2 separate regions of the Hordeum vulgare genome follow, and region 2 is linked to region 1. The links are chromatin contacts, called in public Hi-C maps. All regions are on one chromosome and are shown on one strand. Each heading gives the region's core, a stretch centred on a gene start, on an enhancer-like site or on the middle of the called end of the contact. The rest is flanking DNA. Distances are from core to core; before and after follow the strand shown.

Region 1 (6,748 bases), core at 978-3,477:
CCGCCGGCCCTCGCTTCGGCCGCCGCCCCGCCGCCCCTCCACGCTCCGGTCGCCGCCCCTCCGCCCCCCGGCCGTCGACCCGCCGCCCCTCCGCGCCCCGCGCCCCGCGCCCCCGCCTCGTCGACCCGCCGCGCCGCCGCATCTCGCCACCGGCCGCTCCGCCGCTCCGGCCGCCGCCTCGCGCTCCGGCAGCCGCCCCTCCGCGCCCCGACCACCGCCCCGCCGCGCCCCGGCCGCCGCCCCTCCGCACCCGCCGCCGTCCGCATCTCGCCTCATCGCTGCCCCTCCGCCCCGGCCGCCGCCCCTCCGCTCCGGCCGACGCCCCGCCGTCCCCACGCTCCGGCCGCCGTCCTGCCGCCCCACCGCGCCTCGGCCGCCGCTCCTCCGCTCACCGGTGAGTTTTTTATATTACTTTTTTAGTTTTAAATTTTTGCTTCATTGGCACTAATTGTAGCCACTTCGTATGTAGATGGACTCGTTGTCGGATCCGTCAGATTGGTCGTCATCCGATGATTCGGACATTAACGAGTTGTTGCAAGACGACGACGTCGAGATGATGAGCCTCCTCGTCGACGTGCAAGCGTTTGAAGACCGCGTGAAGCTTTTGGATCAGAGGAGAGGGTCGAAGATGGGGTGACTCACCATCTACCGGAACCGCGCTCTCGGACACGAGCATTTGATGCGAGACTACTTCGCGGAGGTACCTACATACCCTCCTCGTCTCTTTCGCAGAAGGTACCGGATGAGACGTAGTTTGTTTGTGAAGATTGTCACCGATTGTGAGGCCGCCTCGTATTATTTTACACGTCGTAGATCCGCCGCCGGTATCATGGGGTTTAGTGCATATCAAAAGATATCGGCTGCAATGCGGGTACTCGCTTATGGCATACCCGCGGATTATACCGACGAGTATCTTCGCATTGGGGAAGATACAACCACGGAGTCCGTCCGTAGGTTTGCCAAGTTGGTCATCCGGTTATTGTTTTATGTCAAATGTGATTGAATTTGTGATATGTCATATGATGAAATGTGTGATATATGAATGGCAGTTTTAAGGTTTGGGTTGGGGCAAAGACTAGAACCCTCAAACCCAACCCTTATAACGGTCCGTTATAAGGGTTGGGTTTGAGGGTTCTAGTCTTTGCCCCTGTTTTTCAACCCTTAAAAGAGTAAAAAATGTGCAATTCTCAACCCTTAAAACTGGTTTTTGTTTTAAGGGTTTGAGGGTTCTAGTAGAGATGCTCTTAGGGCACTCCAATAGGTCGACCTAAACGGGATCGAGATTTTGTCGACGGAGCGGACACGAATGTCCGTTTTAACGTTTGGATCGGCATATGCGTCTAACGCTGGTCCGATTCATTTTTACAGATGTGCGAAAACAAAAATATATAATATCTACAAAAATACTAAACATACATAATTAAAAGGCCGGCGAGAATCCATGCGTTACATTATAAATGAAAAAAGAAAAAAAAAACTAGGCATCCTCGGCGACGGCGGCGAGGTCAGGCTGCAACGAAGCGGGGGCAGGCTGTGCCGACGCGGGTAGTGCTGGTGTCGGCGATGGCGCAGCACGAACGCGCTTGTTCGTCAGACGCAGCGTCATCTTAGCATGGAGGTAGTCGGCCTCCTCCGGGAACAGCGCGTAGGAGTAGACGATAAGGGTGTTCAGGGCAAAGCAGGGCGTAGCACGGGCGCGCTCGTGCGCCTGGCGCATCGCCCTCTTAGCCTGCAGGTAGGCGACCTCCTCTGAGAGCATCACGCGGGCATAGACGACGAGGTTGTTCCGTTGTCCATGGTTGTTGAGTCGTCGACGAGGAAACAAAGGGTGGCGAGATGGAGACGAGAAGGAGGGTTCTGGAAGCAGATGACCGAATCCCACCGTACGTTCGGATTAAAAAAGGCCGACCACGGTCGCTGGCGCGTGGGGGCGGCCGCCATAAATTATGTTGACCGTGATGGTTGGGACGGACATCGAAGGGGCGTGCGTCCGCTCTGCGTTTGAGCCGATGCATTTTAGTCTCAAATTTGAATTGAAAATGTGTCGGCGTAGATACAGAACGGATGCGTTTTAAAAATAAATCGACGCGTTGGGTTATCATTTTTATCGGCGCGAATCCAAATAAATGACGGCGGACGAAATAGGTCGCCTTGTTAAAGTTATTATTAACGGGATGGATTAGGCTGACGGCACCTGTATCTGTGAGAGAGATCGCACGACGAAACGGCCAAAAAGCATGGCGATCCACGACCGGGCTGGCGACTGAATCATCGACCCACACAGCTGTTAGCGCCGTGCACGGGTGATAAAATAAGCCGAATTCCAGAGACAGCGATGGGCGGAGGCGGTCGCCCGCGGCCGTGGGTGCGTGCGAGGAACGTGAAGCTTTTCGTACGGCGCCGTGCCATCGGCAGCGACTTCCGCCACGCGCACCCGCACGACTCGATCGGCGCGAAAGTTGATCAGCTTTCCGGTAAGTTCCCAGCTGACGATGATGTAGCGAAATGTGGCCTGTTCATACGAAGGGAGGGGCTTGGGCATGGAATAAACAACCTCTCCCCCGTTCAGAAAAGAAGTAAAGGATTTTCCTAAAATATGATAGAATAAGGGAGACGCTACGCGTCCACCGAGGGATACGTAAGAAGTATCCACCACCGGTATAGCCGTCCGATATAAGCGCTGTCGTCCGTCCGATCCGATATCTTCCGACCAAATAGAACCTGAAACTGCTCCACAGTTTCAGAAACTGATAGCCTGCCGCGGTTCCGACAGACTGCGCCCACCGCAGCCACCGCCTCCAACCACCGCGGCACCGCCCCGGTAGCAACTGCTCCAACCACCGCGGCGCTGCCCGCAAACCACCGCGGCCCCCAACAAACCTACGCCGCCCCGCAACCTCAGGACGCCGCCAGCGCCGGCGTGCCTGAACTCCATGACGCACCACATCGCGCGCCAGATGGTCGGATCGGACGCCAACCTAGCTGACCGAGCCCGGCCATCTTTCTCAGCTCCAAGCGCCTTCGGGGAGCTTCCGCCGCGAGCTGGATCTTCGAGTTGGTTCACAAATCCTTCGGTGGTGTTTCCTGAACCCACATCGAGCAGATCCCGTCAACAAAATTCGGTGAGACCTCCTGTTTCTGAAACTGTAGCTCTGATTCAAAGTGAAAGAATGAACACCTGTGTGTTTCTGAACCTGTTCCTGAACCTGCCTAATTTCTGAACATGTTCCTGAACCTGCCTAGTTTCTGAATCTGTTCCTGAATTTTTTTACTAGTGAAAGAATGAACCTGTTTCTGAACTTAGTTGCAGAAACAAAAATGCCTAGTTTCTGAAATTAGTTGGAATGAACCTGTTCCTCTCAAAAACAGAGCAAAAATGAGCCTCTATAGCTTCTGAAACAATTGTCTAGTTTCAGAAATTGAACCTGAAAAAATTGCATGTTTAGTTGTCCCCCTGCTCCCAATTTCAGTTACTATTGATTTGATTTTGTTACAACACTATCATATGTGATTTTTGAGGTATGAAATGACTGTTGCACAATAATTGTGTTGCAGGTACATGTAACTGAAGGTGAAGGAAGCTATGTCCATGGAAATTTTTCTGTTCCTGATGTCGAAGATTCAGAAGGTTTGTTGTTTGCTGAAGATGCTGAAGATGCAAGCCAATATGATTCAGATGATGGAGATGCTTCTTCCCAGCCGCTGCCGCCCTATGTTGGGATGGTGTTTGACACAGTTGACGATGCTCGCAAATTCTAGAACGACTATGCATTCAAGTTGGGTTTTGGAACGCATATATCTATTGGGGAACGTCGCATGGGGAACAAAAATTTTCCTACGCGCACGAAGACCTATCATGGTGATGTCCATCTACGTACCCTTGTAGATCGCTGGGCAGAAGCGTTAGTGAACGCGGTTGATGTAGTGGGACGTCCTCACGTCCCTCGATCCGCCCCGCGAACCGTCCCGCGATCAGTCCCACGATCTAGTGCCGAACGGACGACACCTCCACGTTCAGCACACGTACAGCTCGACGATGATCTCGGCCTTCTTGATCCAGCAAGAGAGACAGAGAGGTAGATGAGTTCCCCGACAGCGTGACGGCGCTCCGGAGGTTGGTGGTGATCTAATCTCAGCAGGGCTCCGCCCGAGCTCCGCAGAAACGCGATCTAGAGGTAAAACCGTGGAGATATGTGGTCGTGCTGCCGTGGCAAAAGTTGTCTCAAATCAGCCCTAAAACCTCCGTATATATAGGGGGAAGAGGGGAAGCCTTGCCTTGGGGTCCAAGGACCCCCAAGGGGGTCGGCCGAGCCAAGGGGGGGAGTCCTCCCCTTCCAAACCGAATCCAACTAGGTTTGGAAGGAGGAGTCCTTCCCCTTTTTCCCACCTCCTCTTTTTTTTTCTTTTCTCTTTGATTTTCTTCCTATGGCGCATAGGGCCTTCTTGGGCTGTCCCACCAGCCCACTAAGGGCTGGTGCGCCACCCCCAAGGCCTATGGGCTTCCCCGGGGTGGGTTGCCCCCCCCCCCAGTGAACACCCGGAACCCATTCGTCATTCCCGGTAACTCCGAAAACCTTCCGGTAATCAAATGAGGTCATCTTATATATCAATCTTCGTTTCCGGACCATTCCGGAAACCCTCGTGACGTCCGTGATCTCATCCGGGACTCCGAACAACATTCGGTAACCAACCATATAACTCAAATACGCATAAAACAACGTCGAACCTTAAGTGTGCAGACCCTGCGGGTTCGAGAACTATGTAGACATGACCCGAGTGACTCCTCGGTCAATATCCAATAGCGGGACCTGGATGCCCATATTGGATCCCACATATTCTACGAAGATCTTATCGTTTGAACCTCAGTGCCAAGGATTCATACAATCCCGTATGTCATTCCCTTTGTCCTTCGGTATGTTACTTGCCCGAGATTCGATCGTCAGTATCCGCATACCTATTTCAATCTCGTTTACCGGCAAGTCTCTTTACTCGTTCCGTAATACAAGATCCTGCAACTTACACTAAGTCACATTGCTTTCAAGGCTTGTGTGTGATGTTGTATTACCGAGTGGGCCCCGAGATACCTCTCCGTCACGCGGAGTGACAAATCCCAGTCTCGATCCATACTAACTCAACGAACACCTTCAGAGATACCCGTAGAGCATCTTTATAGTCACCCAGTTACGTTGCGACGTTTGATACACACAAAGCATTCCTCCGGTGTCAGTGAGTTATATGATCTCATGGTCATAGGAACAAATACTTGACACGCAGAAAACAGTAGCAACAAAATGACACAATCAATATGCTACGTCTATTAGTTTGGGTCTTGTCCATCACGTGATTCTCCTAATGACGTGATCCAGTTATCAAGCAACAACACCTTGTTCATAATCAGAAGACCCTGATTATCTTTGATCAACTGGCTAGCCAACTAGAGGCTTGCTAGGGACAGTGTTTTGTCTATGTATCCACACATGTATATAAGTCTTCATTCAATACAATTATAGCATGGATAATAAACGATTATCTTGATACAGGAATTATAATAATAACTATATTTATTATTGCCTCTAGGGAATAATTCCAACAGTCTCCCACTTGCACTAGAGTCTATAATCTAGCCCTCACATCATCATGCGAATTACATTGTAATAAATCTAACACCCATACAGTTCTGGTGTTGATCATGCTTCGCCCGTGGAAGAGGTTTAGTCAGCGGGTCTGCTACATTCAGATCCGTGTGCACTTTGCATATATTCATGTCCTCCCCTTCGACGTAGTCGCGGATGAGGTTGAAGCGTCGTTTGATGTGTCTGGACTTCTTGTGAAACCGTGGTTCCTTTGCTAGGACAATGGCACCCGTGTTGTCACAGAACAAGGTTATTGGATTCAGTGCGCTTGGCACCACTCCAAGATCCGTCATGAACTGCTTCATCCAGACACCCTCCTTAGCCGCCTCCGAGGCAGCCATGTACTCCGCTTCACTTGTAGAATCTGCTACGACGCTTTGCTTGGAACTGCACCAGCTTACCGCACCCCCATTAAGAATAAATACATATCCGGTCTGCGACTTAGAGTCATCCGGATCTGTGTCAAAGCTTGCATCGACGTAACCCTTTACGACGAGCTCTTCGCACCTCCATACACGAGAAACATCTCCTTAGTCCTTTTCAGGTACTTCAGGATATTCTTGACCGCCGTCAGGTGATCCACTCCTGGATTACTCTGGAACCTGCCTGCCATACTTATGGCCAAGCTAACGTCCGGTCTAGTGCACAGCATTGCATACATGATAGAACCTATGGCTGAAGCATAGGGGACGATGCTCATATGCTCTCTATCCTCATCAGTTGCTGGGCACTGAGTCTTACTCAATCTCGTACCTTGTAAAACTGGCAAGAACCCTTTCTTGGACTGTTCCATTTTGAACCTCTTCAAAACTTTATCAAGGTATGTGTTTTCTGAAAGTCCTATGAGGCGTTTCGATCTATCCCTGTAGATCTTAATGCCTAGAAAGTAAGCAGATTCTCCTAGGTCTTCATAGAGAAACTTTTATTCAAGTAATCCTTTATGCTCTCCAAAAACTCTACGTTGTTTCCAATCAGCAATATGTCATCCACATATAATATTAGAAACGCCACAGAGCTCCCACTCACTTTCTTGTAAATACAAGATTCTCCAACCACTTGTATAAACCCAAATGCTTTGATCACCTCATCAAAGCGTTTGTTCCAACTCCGAGATG
Region 2 (5,868 bases), core at 1,993-4,492, 52 kb after region 1:
CCGCCACTTCTTAGGACCCCCATTGGGCAGGGGGGTTTTCTTGACCCTCATCCAAGGGTTTTCTCTTGTCGGCGGGCTGTCCTTCTCGACCCCCAGCATGGCCATGAGCACGGGGCCGATGTCGCCAACCGTTGCCAGGGCCGGCTCCTCCTCTGCTCCGCCACCTCTCCCTTCCCGTCGGGGTTTTCATCCCAGCCTCGGTTCGCTGCGACCGCGCAAGCTCCGATGAGTCAAAGAATCCCCAATGCTTGCTCGTAGATGTAGATTAGGGGTTTCTTTCTTAGGCATGTGCTACTACTTTTGTAGAATTCGAGTAGATCCGATTCGATTTGATCCGAATTGAATCGAACCCGATCGATCGGTTCTTGTTTACTACAGTGTGTGTTCTAGGATAATGTTCTTCTGCTAGTGCTAGGGTCTTGCTAGGATCTGTGTTCATGCAAATGGCATGTTCATGTTAAAGCTAGGATCACGTTCATGTTGCTACATACATGTTCAAGCTAGGTTTTTGTGTTGCATGCTCTAGATTGTTATACATGCATGTAGTAGGACCATTTTAGGATGCTGCCAAATGTGCATGGGTGCACATGGGTGCTATTTTTAGATGTTTACATGCTTAGGATAGTGCATTGATGAGTGGCAGCTGCACAAGACCCGATGCCACTAATCAGTGGCATTTTCTCAAGAGCAAGTGCCATTGGTAAGTGGCATTTGACAACGAGTTTGTGCACTGATCGGTGGCATTTGCTCTTGGGAAAATGTCTCTGATTAGTGCCATTTGCTGTAGTGCTAGTGCAACTGATCAGTGGCATTTGCAGAAGAGTTAATGCCACTGATCAGTGGTTGTTCATTTTGCAAGCACCTCTAATACTTGTCATCTTACCTGACAAGGTATTGAAGAGTGACTAGGACGTGGCGGGTGGAGGAGCTCACGTGGTGACCGGAGCTGAGGGCGTCGAGGATCTCATCCCCACGAACATGTGGCTTAAGAGGGTGGACCTCGCCATGCTCGTCATCCCTCGCAAGTTTGTGTAGGTGATGAACGAGTGGCTGGTCATTAGGCGGCTCTCGCGTATGGTCAGGCTCTCGGTGAACAAGTGGTGCGAGTTCTGTGTGCAGGTTCAGAACTTCGAGGGGCACATGGTGCTTGGCTGGGGGCTGGAACTACTTCTGTCACCGCGACCGGATCGTCTCCGACGACCTCCTCGTTCAACTCATCTCAGGACTCGGTCTGAAGGTCCAAATCTACAACCACGACTCCTCGATTATGTGCAGGTTTCATTGGAGCAAGCACAAACTGCGTTGGTGACATTGAGCATGCAATGTAGTTACCTTAGGTGTTAGTGTTGAACTTGTTATGTTGTCTCGCTAGAACTTATGGTACTTGTGATGTGAACTTGTTAATATTTTGGCCAGAAGCGGCACCCTGGCGTGGAGTAGGGAATGAGGATGCCCCTGTTGTTAATTTAAATTTGTTGTTGCGGTCATTTTCGTTGCTTGCTTTGTTTAATCTAAGTTGTTTGCCGGTAATCTAAGTAGTTTGCTGTGATTTCCGTTGCTTGTTTTGTACTGATCATGTGGTGGTAAGGACAACATATTTGAATCGGTGAGCAGAACACAAACATTGTTTGCAACCAAACAGCTGAAGTTTGCATCTGCTCACATCCTAAGCACAAAAACGACAACCAAACATCAGGGGAGTAAGTGCCCCTTCATGTCATGGAGGCAACCAAACAAGTTGCATCTGCTACATATGAGGTTGTATATGAAGAACCAGGCTGGTTGAAGATGGGTATGCAACGCAGGTACTGTAGCCGAAAGCAACCAAACATGCCCTTGATTGTGGTGTAGTGGCTAGCAGCGTTGCGCGGGCACATTTTCCACTCTTTTTGTTTTTGACGAGTAACATTTTTCACTCTGTTTTTTTTTTCTGAATAACTGCTCGAGTAGGTCGGCCCGCTACCGTCTCCCTTAATTGGAGATAATATAGGGGACCTCCTATGCGCCGCTCGTTGTGGCCAACTGCCGAGCGGACACACAGGGGTCACCCGACTGGGCCAGCCGAGATTGTTTTTCTTTTTCTTTCTGTTCCTTCTTTTCTTTTTTGCTTATTTTTTCATTCTTTTTTCCTTTTATTTTCTAATTTGAAGCAAAAAAAAATTAGGATTTGAAGAATAATATTTGAAAATTTAGAACATTTTTTGCAATAGCAAACATGTTTTGAATTTTTAACAATTTTTTAAATATGAACAAATTTCAGATTCACGAACAAAATTATAAAACCATAAACATTTTTCAAATCTGGAAAAATATTTTGAAACCATGAACAGTTTTCAAATTGTGAACAAAATTTGGAACATGAACAATTTTTGAAACCATAAAACATTTTTTCAATTATAAAAAAATCAAAACATGAATAAAATTCATATTGTGAACATTTTTTCAAATTCTGGAACATTTTCTAAAATTCCAGAATATTTTTTCAATATCTGGAATATTTTTTAAATTATGGAACATTATTCCAAATTTGGGAACATTTTTTGAAGAAGCTGAAATATTTTGATAAAAATTCCATAACAAATTTTGAAATTCCTGAACATTTTTTCAAAATTACGGAACATTTTTTCAAATTCTGGAATTTTTTTTGAAAATCCGGAACATTTTTTCAAATTCCGCAGCACTTTTTCAAATTTCGGAACATTTTTCCAAATTCGGATGATTTTTTCAAATTTCGGAACGTTTCAAATTCCGGAACATTTTTTCTAATTCCCGAACATTTTTGCAATTTCAGAACATTTTTTGAAAATCCGGAACATTTTTTCTAGTTTAGGAATATTTTTCAAATTGGGAACATTTTTTCAAATTTCAGAACATTTTTTCAAATTCCGAACATTTTGTCAAATTCTGGAACATTTTTTCAAATTCAGAAACATTTTTTGAAAAGCCAAAACATTTTTAAACAGAAACAGAAAAAAAGAAACTGAAAAGAATAAAGAAAAAAGTTAAAAAATGAAAAACCGGTTCAGGGAATCTTCTAGAAAGTTTCGGAAACCGTAAAAAAACGGTTGGAAACCTCTAGAAGGTTCCTAAAACCGGGATTGCTAATGGGCCGGTCCAAACCCGTCTCTAGCTGGCAGCTTCTGTGCGCAAAGAGCGTCAAATAGGGTTTCCATAATATAGCGCTCGCGCGCAAGTCTGGGCCCCTGGCCAACTTGCCCAAATGGGCTCTGGGGCTCTGGCCGTGCCGTCTGCCACTGCCCCCCTCCCCCATCTCCGGCCGCGGCGCCGCGAGGCCGCCTCCCCTTCCGCCGCGGGGCGCAACCATCGGACGAGTTGAGCCGGCCTGCGGTGGTGCGACGGCTGAGGGTCAGTACGGTAACCACTTGATGCCCTAGGAATTCGATTTGGTTGTTGCCGGCGCTCCTGTTTTCCGTTTCGGCGCCCGTCCATCAGCAAACCCGCCTTGTGCCGTAGATGCGAACATGCGATTGTTCATGGCGTCCGAAGAAACCATTATTAGTCTGCTGCAATGTGTTGTCCGTGACCTGTGGCCTGTGGATCGAACTCCTTTTGCTCTGGAATCTCGATCAATACCTGCTTCAACAGTTCGATTTCCCCACCTCATATTGGCACATTATATACTGCTGACACTACACTTCCTCTTCGATGGACGATGGCAACAGTTAGGACGTAGGAAGCCATATGCGCGTGACTGTGGTCTCAGAAAATAAATTCAGCGTCATGGGAACAGCTAGTCAACTAGGTGCTGTAATGTTGGACTTCCCACGTTGCGCGCCTTTCTCAGAGAAATCGGAATTATCCTGCTAGCATATCAACATGTTCCCACTGTGTTTTTGCAGGATTGTTCTCGGGAGTGCACTGAGCAGCTCAAATAAATGAAGATGAATTCAACAGCAGCTCTGAGCCGGCTTTCTCTTTTCTCAAACAGCAAGCCGGTCCGCATGTCAACCCACTTTCCGTAATCGTGGAACAGAGTCTGGACTCTGGAGCTGAAATGTTTCCACATACAAAAAGGCAAAATTGAATGTATGGGCTCATAACTAATTACTAGCCTTTTTTCTACCCAGTTTACACACACAACTGTATAATTTGTTAGATAACAATCCTTCTACCCAGTTTACACCTAGTCTAGCAAAGCACACGAATAACTTTTTCCGTAATCGTGGAACCGACTTTGGAGCTGAAATGTTTCCACACACAGAAAGGGGCAAAATTGAACATACGGGCTCACAACTACAAGCCTTTTTTTTTTCTGTACAGAGATGTACACTACAAACACGACTGTACAATCTGTTAGAAACAATCCTTCTACTCAGTTTACGCCTAGTCTAGCAAAGTACAAGATTACCAGCTATATCTGTTCTACTTTTAACTACATTTCCACCTGCAGGTTCACATCTGCATTGTCCAGGCAGGATACCACCTCTTGGATGCTTGGCCTCAGGCAAGGATTATGGTTGATGCACTTGCAAGCAACGTCAAGCACCTTCAGCATTTGCTCTTCATGCCCTTGTTCTCTCAGCGCTGGATCCAAGACCTCAGTATGCTTTCCCTGGGATATCATCTCCCGTACCCATTGAACAAGTTCCTTCGACTTGGACAGGACCTCGACGGGCCTTTTCCCTGTGAGCAGCTCAAGCAACACCACTCCAAAACTGTATATGTCTCCCCTCAGTGTGGCCACCCATGCATGTCCGTACTCGGGAGGAATATATCCCAGAGTGCCCACTAGCTCAGTTGTGACATGTGTATCATAGGGACGGATCAATCTGGCAAGCCCGAAATCTGCAACATAAGCTTTGAATTCTCTGTCAAGAAGGATGTTGCTTGACTTGATATCACGATGTACAATGTGAGGCTTGCAGATATTGTGGATGTAAGAAAGGCCCCGGCTTGCTCCTTGTGCAATCTCTAGCCTTGTTGGCCAGTCAAGCAATGAGTTGCCATTGTCCCTGTTGTGAAGCCAATCATCCAGGCTACCATTCTCCATGTAAGAATATATGAGGAGCCTCGAGTTTCCCTGGATGTAGTAGCCCCATAGAGGCACAAGATTGTCATGTTTCGCCACGGTGAGTGCGTCAACCTCTGCAGTGAATTCTCTTTCCATCAGACACATTTCACCGTTGAGCTTCTTGATGGCAAGCTTGGGTCCATTTGGCAGCTCCGCCTTGTAAACTAGACCATTACCTCCGCATCCGATAATGTTCTGCTGGTCAAAATTATTTGTGGCCTTTAAGATATCATGGAAGGTGATTTTGTCTGATTCTCCCTTGCCTTGAGGTACCATCACCAAAATGCTTCCTTTCATCACATTGCACAAGTCATCTGACGCAGAAGTAAATGAACTTGCCTCTATGTCGCCATTGCTGCTACCCTTGTTTTGGTGGACAGAGTTTGTTCTTCTGAGGGCCATAAGCAGACGTCCCAGCAAGAACAGAATGGCAAGCCCTCCAAAGAACACACCTAATCCAACAGCAGTAGTGTTCTTCTTGTTCCACCGTCTCGGGGACGCTGAAGATGGTCTTGAGTTGCAGCCACTGTTGATCATAGGGCCGCATAGCTTTGGATTCCCAATGTAGCTAGAATTTGAAAAAGAATCAAACTGTCCTCCACTTGGAACTTCCCCTTCTAGCTTGTTGTTAGAAACATCAAATCTAGAAAGGAAGTGCAGACCATTCAGTGCAGATGGTATTGTACCTGTGAGCTGGTTGTTCGACAGATCAAGCATTTGCAGGTTTGTGAGGTTGCAGATTTCTTGTGGTATTTCACCAGTTAAGCTGTTGGAGCTTAAATTGAGGATGTCGAGCATTTTCAGCTGTCCAATCTCAGGAGGGATTGCACCGGTGA

Evidence for each region. A called contact is a pair of places that touch in the nucleus more often than the background predicts.
Region 2: a Hi-C map of an unstated tissue shows a contact between it and region 1, with 5 times the contacts expected there. The contact joins two enhancer-like sites. A contact is called at or near these places in 3 of 6 Hi-C or Micro-C datasets (leaf, seedling and an unstated tissue).

The regions. Positions count from the first base shown.
Region 1 is chr7H:575,478,969-575,485,716 of MorexV3_pseudomolecules_assembly, forward strand. No RefSeq gene overlaps it. Among protein-coding and RNA genes, the nearest start is that of LOC123408978, 40 kb to the right of the region's middle. Within about 2 kb of position 2,228, at least 2 of the 3 cell types and tissues checked have open chromatin away from gene starts, as enhancers often do. A contact at or near this core is called in leaf, where this site is marked.
Region 2 is chr7H:575,530,094-575,535,961 of MorexV3_pseudomolecules_assembly, forward strand. It overlaps LOC123408977 (tyrosine-sulfated glycopeptide receptor 1-like), which reads right to left. Exons shown (of 1, transcript XM_045101991.1): 1 at 4,151-5,868. The coding sequence ends at 4,394. Among protein-coding and RNA genes, the nearest start is that of LOC123408977, 5.2 kb to the right of the region's middle. Within about 2 kb of position 3,243, at least 3 of the 3 cell types and tissues checked have open chromatin away from gene starts, as enhancers often do. A contact at or near this core is called in leaf, where this site is marked.